Regions from separate parts of the Xenopus laevis genome. Here region 2 is linked to region 1. A link is a contact called in public Hi-C data. All regions are on one chromosome and are shown on one strand. The core of a region is the stretch at or near the end of the contact, and the rest is flanking DNA. Distances in the headings are between cores, read along the strand shown. Region 1 overlaps vash2.S (tubulinyl-Tyr carboxypeptidase 2). Region 2 holds the start of flvcr1.S (feline leukemia virus subgroup C receptor-related protein 1).

The links. A called contact is a pair of places that touch in the nucleus more often than the background predicts.
Region 2: a Hi-C map of the XL177 cell line shows a contact between it and region 1, with 3 times the contacts expected there. The contact joins the promoter of flvcr1.S here to the enhancer-like site in region 1. A contact is called at or near these places in 2 of 4 Hi-C or Micro-C datasets (the XL177 cell line and the XTC cell line).

Annotation. Positions count from the first base shown.
Region 1 is chr5S:17,036,226-17,040,923 of Xenopus_laevis_v10.1, forward strand. It overlaps vash2.S (tubulinyl-Tyr carboxypeptidase 2), which reads right to left. Exons shown (of 8, transcript XM_018264997.2): 8 at 2,676-3,225. The coding sequence ends at 3,153. Among protein-coding and RNA genes, the nearest start is that of angel2.S, 19 kb to the left of the region's middle. Within about 2 kb of position 1,941, at least 1 of the 7 cell types and tissues checked has an H3K27ac peak or open chromatin away from gene starts, as enhancers often do.
Region 2 is chr5S:17,119,472-17,124,198 of Xenopus_laevis_v10.1, forward strand. It overlaps flvcr1.S (feline leukemia virus subgroup C receptor-related protein 1), which reads right to left and starts at 2,133. Exons shown (of 10, transcript XM_018265000.2): 1 at 1,058-2,133. The coding sequence starts at 1,849.

The DNA of each region.
Region 1 (4,698 bases), core at 691-3,190:
AGAACCCCCTTTTGCTTTCTGCGATTTGGGGAAAAACAAAACAAAACTTGACCACAAATACCAAGTTGTCGGTGATTTGGCTTGTCCCTCAGCTTTAGCCTAACACTCTCAGTCCCCTATTCATTTTAGCAGGGCATCTAATATATGTTGGTGACAGTTGGGACTTGGGTTTTCAGCGGTTGCTTTGAGATCTGAGAACAAAAATGTAGATATATTTGATTAAAATGGAGTCTATGGGAGACGGCCTTCCCGTAATTTGGAGCTTTCTGGATAACGTTTCTGGATATTCTCCCAGCATGCCTTGCCAGCCTTTAGCTGGAGTGGGCCTACAGTTGCCTACTCACCCCTTTAACAGCAGATATTAAATACTTATCCTGCATCACCAATTAGCAATATAAAAAACAAAACCTTTCAAGCAAGATATGTTTTCTATCTATCTAGATAATTGGTGGGCTATATAGGTTTGGAGTGTCCACAACACAGTTACAAATATATATACAGAATGGGACTTCTACTCCAATCCAATAGTCTATTGGATTGGAGTAGAAGTCCCATTCTGTATATATATATATATAGAATTTGCAATGTATTCAGATGATTGGGGCAGAACACAGTGGATTCCAAGCAGCCATGCTGTATAAATCTAAATGACTGCTAATGAGCCACACAACGTGTATCTAATATGGCTGCTGAAGTGGAATACGTCTAAATATCACTGCTGGAAACCACATCCCTTATCCTCATTCAGACTCAAAACCAGTGGCCCAGAAGCTCTTGTTGGAGACGTTGGTTCACTCACACACCTAGGGGGTTATTTATTAAAGTCCGAATGCCAAAAACGCAAAAAAAATCCAACGTTTTTCTTTTACTATAAAATCCACATTTTTAGTGGAAAAAAAACTTTCGAAATTTATTAAACCCCAAGGCTGCAAAAAGTCAGAATCCGACAATCCGGCATCTCAGACCTGCTGAGGTTGTATATAAATCAATGGGAGAGGTCCCTATCCTATTTGCAAGTTTATGGGGTCTGCGCTGAAATTAGCCCGAAAATCGGAAAAAGTCTGACTTTTCAAAAAAAAAAAATCGTACGATTCAGATTTTTGCTCAATTTTTTTTTCGTGTTTGTCCCCGATTTCAATAAAATCATGATTTTTTTTTTTTAATAATAAATAAGGTCCAATTCTAGTTTGGTTGGACTTTTTTTTTTATTAAAATAATAATAAATTCAGACTTTGATAAATAAGGCCCTAACAGTCATTCTGTACGAAGGAAAAAGGAACTTGAAGCTGCTGTTATCTTGTTGCTATGGGCCCTTCTGGCATGGATGGAGTTAAAGGGGTGTTTACCTTTTAGTATGTTCTAGAATGGCCCACTTTTCAATTGGTCTTCATTATTTATTTTTTATAGTTTTTGAATTATTTGTTACCTTTTTCTAACTCTTTCTAGTTTTCATATGGGGGGTCACTGACCCCATCTACAAATCAAATGCTCTGTAAGGCTACAGATTTATTTTTGTTGGTATTCTTTATTAGTCATTTTTCTAGTCAGGCTTCTTCTATCCATATCACAGTCACCTATTCAAATCAGTGCATGGTTGTTAGGGTAATTTGGACCCTAGCAACCAGATTGATGAAACTCAAATAACTAAAAAAAAAACACAAATAATAAAAAATGAAAACCAATTGCAAATTGTCTCAGAATATCACTCTTTACATCATATTAAAAGTCTTTAAAGAATCATCCCCTGGGACAAATTCCCTGCAAGGCCTCACGGTAGAGTCCTACAGCAGGTCGGTTACCCGCCGAATACCCACAAATTAGTCGGGTTTCAGCCAAAAGCCCCCGATTCCTTGGCCGTGCTGTCTGGGTGGGTAACCCGGTTGGGTATCCAATAAAGGTGCGTGCTTGATCCCTCCCATCCTCCCTTGTGTTTCTTCCAGTTTTTAAAAAAATTTTGTGAAGATTCAGTGCCGGTGTGACGTCACTTCCGGGCAATTGTAACGTCACTTCCGGTTTCGCATGTCCCCTGGTCGGAAGGTTAGTTGGCCTATTGCGATTTGGGTAGCGGGAACATGCGGGGCAAATTGTGGGTTTCAAAAAATGGACCCGCGCAGGTCTCTACCTCACGGTGGGGGGAAATACAGATAGGTATATAAATACATCATTGAGTATATACATCAGGTGAGATCTCTCTCTAAGAGACTAGAATATGTAAAGATAAATAAAGGTCCGGGGCCGGATGTTATTCATCCCAGGGTACTTTGCCAGCTTAGCTCTGTGATTGCCAAATCTCTTTACTTAATTTTCCAGGATTCAATGACTGGCACAGTGCTGAAAGACAGGTGAATTGTGTGGTGCCGCTATTCAAAAAAGGATCCCGTTCTCAGCCTCAAAACTATAGGCCGGTTAGTCTGACATAGGCTGGTGAGATGTCTGTACGTAGAGTATGGGATCTATTGCATATACCCAGGGCCCCCGTGTTGCATAGCTTATGTCTCTTTCTCAGCTTCTTAGCAAGGACAAACCTCTGCCTAGTGGGGATCATTCTGCAAACAGACCACGGTGCCACCTTCTTATAGTCCAACACTCCCTCCCTATATCATACTGACACATCTCTGCTGGACATACACACCCACTGGGGAAGACTTCTTGGTTAAAAATGGATAAACTGGACGACAGGTGTGCTCAGCTTTATTAAAAGACTATTAGATAAACAGGAACAGTATCTTCCCCCTTCCAACAAGGAGTATAAACTATAATGGCCGTCTGGCCTCCGTGGCAGTCCCTTGATATATCCATGTCTGTATCCAGGCATCTATGTAGGAATTCCATGTCAATTCCCATCTTTCCCCACCAGGGGGCTCACTGACACTTTGCTTGCCAACTCTTCCTTAATTCCTTTGGCCTGGAACAAAGCTCGGAGAGGGATGCTGTGATTTTTAACTCCTTCGGACACACAAACGCACAACGCTGGGCGGCGGGATGGAAGGAGACAGGATTCTTCTCGAAGACGTTAAGCTTAGTATTAAAAAGTGTAAAAAGTCCTCAACGAGAGCATAAATAAAAACCTGGTGATAATAAATAGTCACAATCCTTACAAAAGAACAGGTGGGGGCGTGGGGAGAGGGTAAAGTGCAATCCATCCGGCAATATTAAATCCGGATCTGATAGCCGACGTCATTCAGGGTGCTCAGTTCTGCTGGTTTCTTGTCCATCGGGGCCGGCCTGGGAAAGACAAGTGAATATGGGTCATTAGCTTGCACCTAAATATAAGTAAAGGGATACTGTCATGGGAAAAAATGTTTTTTTCAAAATACATTGGTTAATAGGGCTGCTCCAGCAGAATTCTGCACTAAAATCCATTTTTTCAAAAGAGCAAACTGATTTTTTTTAATTTAATCTTTATATCTGACATGGGGCTAGACATATTGTCAGTTTCCCAGGTGCCCCCAGTCACGTAACTTGTGCTCTGATAGACTTCAGTGACTCTTTAGGGCAGAGACACACGCTGCTATTTCAGGAGATTAGTCGCCCAGCGACAAATCGATTCTTCTTCGGACGACTAATCTCCCCAAACTGACTTCCCTCTGGCTAGAATGTAAATCGCCGGTGGCATGGCACTCAGAATGCTTCATTTTCTGAAGTTGCCTCACGAAGAAACTTTGGGCGACTTCGGAATGCCAAAGCGATCCGAGTGCCATCCCGCCTATCAGCAGAACAATGGGAAGGTAACCCAATAACAGCTCCCTGGTAGATCTAAGAACAGCACTCAATATAAAAATCCATGTCCCACTGTGACTCCTTCAGTTACATTGAGTAGGAGAAACAACAGCCTGCCAGAAAGCAGTTCCATCCTAAAGTGCTGGCTCTTTCTGAAAGCACATGACCAGGCAAAATAACCTGAGATGCACCTACACACCAATATTACAAAATATTACAACTAAAAAAATACACTTGTTGGGTTAGGAATAAAATTTTACATGGTAGAGTGAATTATTTGCAATTACTTGTAAACTGTTTAATTAAGAAATAAAAACGACACCATAAAAATCATGACAGAATCCCTTTAATATTTATGTACGGGGTGCAGTGTCTCAAATAAGAATACTGTACATAGTGTCCATATCAGAGCCTGTAGGGATTCGTCAAATTTAAAAGGCCCATTCACATTTTACAGCACTGCTGCCTGGGAAAGCCTGCTCCTCATTCAACATAAGAAAAGAAAGAGAATGCAGAGGACTTTGAGGACAACAAAAGCCACCACCTTTGTGGAGAGGGGTGACAGTTTGTAAGACACCCCCTTAATGACAACAGTCTCTAACTTTGAATTACGGACCAGTACTTCTGTCCTTTTCAAAAAAACTAGAATTGGGTGCTCAAAGCGATACACAGCAGTGATTTTTTTTTTACCTTCTGCCGCCCCCAACCAGCAATATCTGTTAACCACACAGAGCTCGGGGGGAAAATACAAATCCCCAGCAGGCTAGAGCACAAGTAAACCACTATTTAACCCCTATTGGAGAACTACACACAGCATCAGATTGGAGTGGTGGACTCCTCCACTCACCGGTGTTGCACCCACAACCCCACCCTGTGCACATACCGTGTTCTTTTCCATTTTTTTTGCGTCTGTAAGCGGGGGAGGTAAGGGCACTTACTATTGTGTCAGGTGGGGAGCAGCTCTGGGTCGGCGGAACC
Region 2 (4,727 bases), core at 883-3,382, 83 kb after region 1:
AGGTAGTTGGTATGTCCTTTTTGTAGCACAATCAAGTCTTTGCTTTGACTAGTGTTACAGTACGGCAGAAAGGTCATGTGTCAGGTCCCCCAAGGCCCGTTTATAACATTGCTTGGATATTTTCAGTATAATCTACAGTTTGGTCATTTCTCTATGGGACCAAAGTGTAAATGATATCCTTATTATACACAATAGCCATGAATATCTTGTAAATTATATCCTTATAAACGGTGAGTTCTGATGTCATCAGTTATAAACGGTGAGTAGTGATGTCATTTCTGTCACATGACTCACTGAAACTTGTGTATTATAATAAATAAAGTACCCCCAATTGCAAATATGAGGATATTAGAAGTTACCTCGGTCTTCGCCTCGTCCTTTTATATGGTCATGAAACTCCTCAGTAATTTATAATATCCTTATATTTTACAAGAGGGGGTACTTTATTCACTATATAGACAACACAATCCCATGTGCAGATCTTCTGGGAGTTACATGGCCTCTGTGATTTATAATCTTTATAAATGACAGTAGGGGGGTTCATTATCCACTAAATATATATAGTACATCAGTGTCTACACGATGTCTTAAGTGCTCCTTGTCTTCCCTGGCCCGGATAATACTTATTATTAGGGATGCACCGAATCCGGTATTTGGTTCAGGATTCGGCCAGGATTCTGCCTTTTTCAGCAGGATTTGGATTTGGCTGAATCCTTGTGCCTGGCCGAAACCGGATCTAAATCTTAGTTTGCATATGCAAATTAGGGGTGGGGGAAATCAACGTGACTTTTCGTCACAAAACAAAGAGGTAAAAAAGGTTTTCCACTTTTGTCTTTCCGGACCCTTTTTTGCATATGCAAATAAGATTTGGATTTGGTTCGGTATTCTGCAGAATCTTTCATGATGGATTCGGGGATTCGGCCAAATCCCAAATAGTAGATTCGGTGCATCCCTACTTGTTAATACTTATTAGTAGCTGAGAATGAAAAAAGACACAGTTCCATCCGATGAAAACTTTTGGTAAAACAATGTCCACGCCAACCATGTCAAAACCTACCTGGTTGCCCAGTACTGCGGTTGCGCACGCCGTGGACACCTCCTTGGGGCCAAACCACACAGAGGCCACCTGAGAGGGCAACCCCAGGATAAAGACTTGGGCCACGGAGCAGACGGTCTGGGCGAACATGGTGACCCCGAAGAGGTCGGGTCGGACGCTGGCACACTTGAGCCAAGCTCCCAGGCAGTTGAGACCAGAGCCCAACAGGGCGGTGACCCTGAGCCCCTTGTTGTCCAGTAGCCAGGTGGCAGGGAAGATGAGGGGCACATAGACCACCATGTAGACCACAGAGAGCCAGTCGATCTTGTCGCTGGAGACCTGGTAGAATTGGGTGAAGATGGAGGTGATGATGCTGTACTGGATCCATTGATAAGCATTGAGCAGCGAGTACAGGCTGAACACCCCCAGGATCACAAACCTCCTGCGGTACAAGCGGGTCTCCAGGGGCTGCCCGGGCAGCATCGCCTCTCTCTCCTCCTCCTGCTGAGGCGGCAGTTCGGTGTCGGGGCTGCGGGGGAGATCACTGACTGTCATCTGCACGTCCCCATTACTGACAGGCGCCGGCACGTCCTCCTTGTCCAGAATGTGCCCGTTGTTGTTGTTGTTTTGATACTGCAGCGTTATCTCCGGAGACACCATGGGGCAACCAGAGAGTTTAACACTGAGGTGGGACAGACACAGGGAGTCACACACATGCCCCGTCAGCTGCACACACTGCACACACTGGGAGACAACTGACAGCGCTCGCTTACTGCACTGTCTCTTTAGACAAGTACACGGATGAGCCGGCATGTACCAGCCAATAGCAGCGCAAGCCTCACCCCGTCAGCCAATCACAACAAGCCCCTGAGGTTCATCCCTATGCTCATTGGATGGCGCTTCTCCGACTATAAGAAATGCTCCTCGGATAGTGTTCGGTCACGTGGCTCCGCTTTCCCTCACACTCGCCGGGGCTGTAATGGCTTCACAAGGATTTACTTTGTTTATCATGTGTATGATATTGTCAGCGTGCTCGGCGTGGAGTGTACAAACTGCTGCTGCAACACTGGGTGGAGTTCGCCTTTAATTTTGCATGCCTCCCAATATTTTGGAAACAGAAAGAGGGACAAAACAAATTAACCACGCCTACATATGTGGCCACACCCCCTATTTACCTTTTTATTTTACAAATGTGACAGGTTTTTGATAGTTTGAACACATTTCTGTGGTTTTTATACGTTACTAGAGTTTTGCTAATGAAGGTGACTTGCCCTTTAAACTGCAAATCACACTTTCTCCAACTAACCTGCTTATCTTAAATCGTTACAAAAGTATCTAAGTATATATTCTGGGCTCCCTGCCAAAAGCCAATTAAGTTTTAGTCATTTTTTTAAATCTTTTTCTGGCTGTTTAGTGCAGGAGATCAAAGAGAAAGTTGGGACATTTCAGTAATAATCCAGGAATGCTGGCTGAGCTGTCAAAAGCAGAACTGTCCTGTGAAAATCGGGACAGTTGGGAGGTATGAATTTTAACTTAGCTGCGCCATTCTTTCCAGCGCACATGTCTGGGGCCCCACAATGTCCCCAGTGAAACTATTAGCCCATTATTTACACCTGGCACTAGGGTTGCCACCTTTTCTGGAAAAAAAATACCGACCTTCCTATATATTTATCTTTTTTCCCTATTAATAACTTTGGGATCAGCCATCATTTTTACTGGCAACCCTACCTGGCACAGGGCACACAATGGCCAACATACACTTTATTTACTCTTCTCTTTATTTATGTTGTTACTGGGAGGTGACACAGACTTTTAATCCCAGATCCCCAGAGAATCCCAGTAAAGGTGGCTATAAACATTAAGATTTTTAAAAGATCTTTTCTATATCGTAAGACCAAGCTTATCTTGAAACGATCGTTTAAATGTAGATACTTCAACTAAAAAAAACATTTCATGCAATATTGTCTAGTTGAGGCCAGGAAAACTGTGGCTAGCTGCCTGATTGGCCCCAGTGCCAGGCCAGGTCAGACAGACACCCATAGGCAACCCGGCCGGCCAGTATAATCTCACCCCTGGCGCACAAACAGGCTCTCTTGAGTGCGACTTTACAACAGGGGAGCAGAATACTGTCGGGGACTGTACTACAGGGGAGCAGAACACTGCCAGGGACTGTACTACAGGGGAGCAGAACTCTGTCGGGGACTGTACTACAGGGGAGCAGAACACTGCCGGGGACTGTACTACAGGGGAGCAGAACACTGCCGGGGACTGTACTGCAGGGGAGCAGAACACTGCCGGGGACTGTACTACAGGGGAGCAGAACACTGCCGGGGACTGTACTACAGGGGAGCAGAATTCTGTCGGGGACTGTACTACAGGGGAGCAGAACACTGCCGGGGGGGGGAGCAGAGCACTGCCGGGGACTGTACTACAGGGGAGCAGAACACTGCCGGGGGGGGGAGCAGAGCACTGCCGGGGACTGTACTACAGGGGAGCAGAACACTGTCGGAAACTGTACTACATGGGACCAGAACACTGTCTGGGACTGTAATACAAGGGAGCAGAACACTGTCGGGGACTGTACTACAGGGGAGCAGAACACTGCCGGGGACTGTACTACAGGGGAGCAGAACACTGTCAGGAACTGTACTACAGGGGAGCAGAACACTGTCTGGGACTGTAATACAGGGGAGCAGAACACTGTCTGGGACTGTAATACAAGGGAGCAGAACACTGTCGGGAACTGTACTACAGGGGAGCAGAACACTGTCGGGGACTGTAATACAAGGGCGCAGAACACTGTCGGAAACTGTACTACAGGGTAGAAGAACACTGTCGGGGACTGTAATACAAGGGAGCAGAACACTGTCGGAAACTGTACTACAGGGGAGAAGAACACTGTCTGGGACTGTAATACAAGGGAGCAGAACACTGTCAGGAACTGTACTACAGGGGAGCAGAACAGTGTCGGGGACTGTAATACAAGGGAGCAGAACACTGTCTGGGACTGTAATACAAGGGAGCAGAACACTGTCGGGAATTGTACTACAGGGGAGCAGAACACTGTCTGGGACTGTACTACAAGGGAGCAGAACACTGTCGGGAATTGTACTACAGGAGAGAAGAACACTGTCTGGGACTGTAATACAAGGGAGCAGAACACTGTCGGGAATTGTACTACAGGGGAGCAGAACACTGTCTGGGACTGTACTACAAGGGAGCAGAACACTGTCGGGGACTGTACTACAGGGGAGAAGAACACTGTCGGGGACTGTACTACAGGGGAGCAGAACACTGTCGGGGACTGTACTACAGGGGAGCAGAACACTGTCGGGGACTGTACTACAGGGGAGCAGAACACTGTCGGGGACTGTACTACAGGGGAGCAGAACACTGTCGGGGACTGTACTACAGGGGAGCAGAACACTGTTGGGGACATGGGCCCATACTAGGAGTAGGTGACAGAGTAGCTACATGCATGGCTCCCTCCAAATTTGCCCCCGAGGCACCCGCCTCTTCTGCCTATTCCTAGTTCCAGCCCTGGAAACAGTTGGATACATTTCACTGTGAACAATGAAAATCTTCTAACCTGCCCAATCGATTTTGTGACCGATGTCGGACGAGAAATCGTTAAATGCACAATCGTTCGATGCCCACTAACCTCTCGATAATTTGACGGATTTGTCGCATC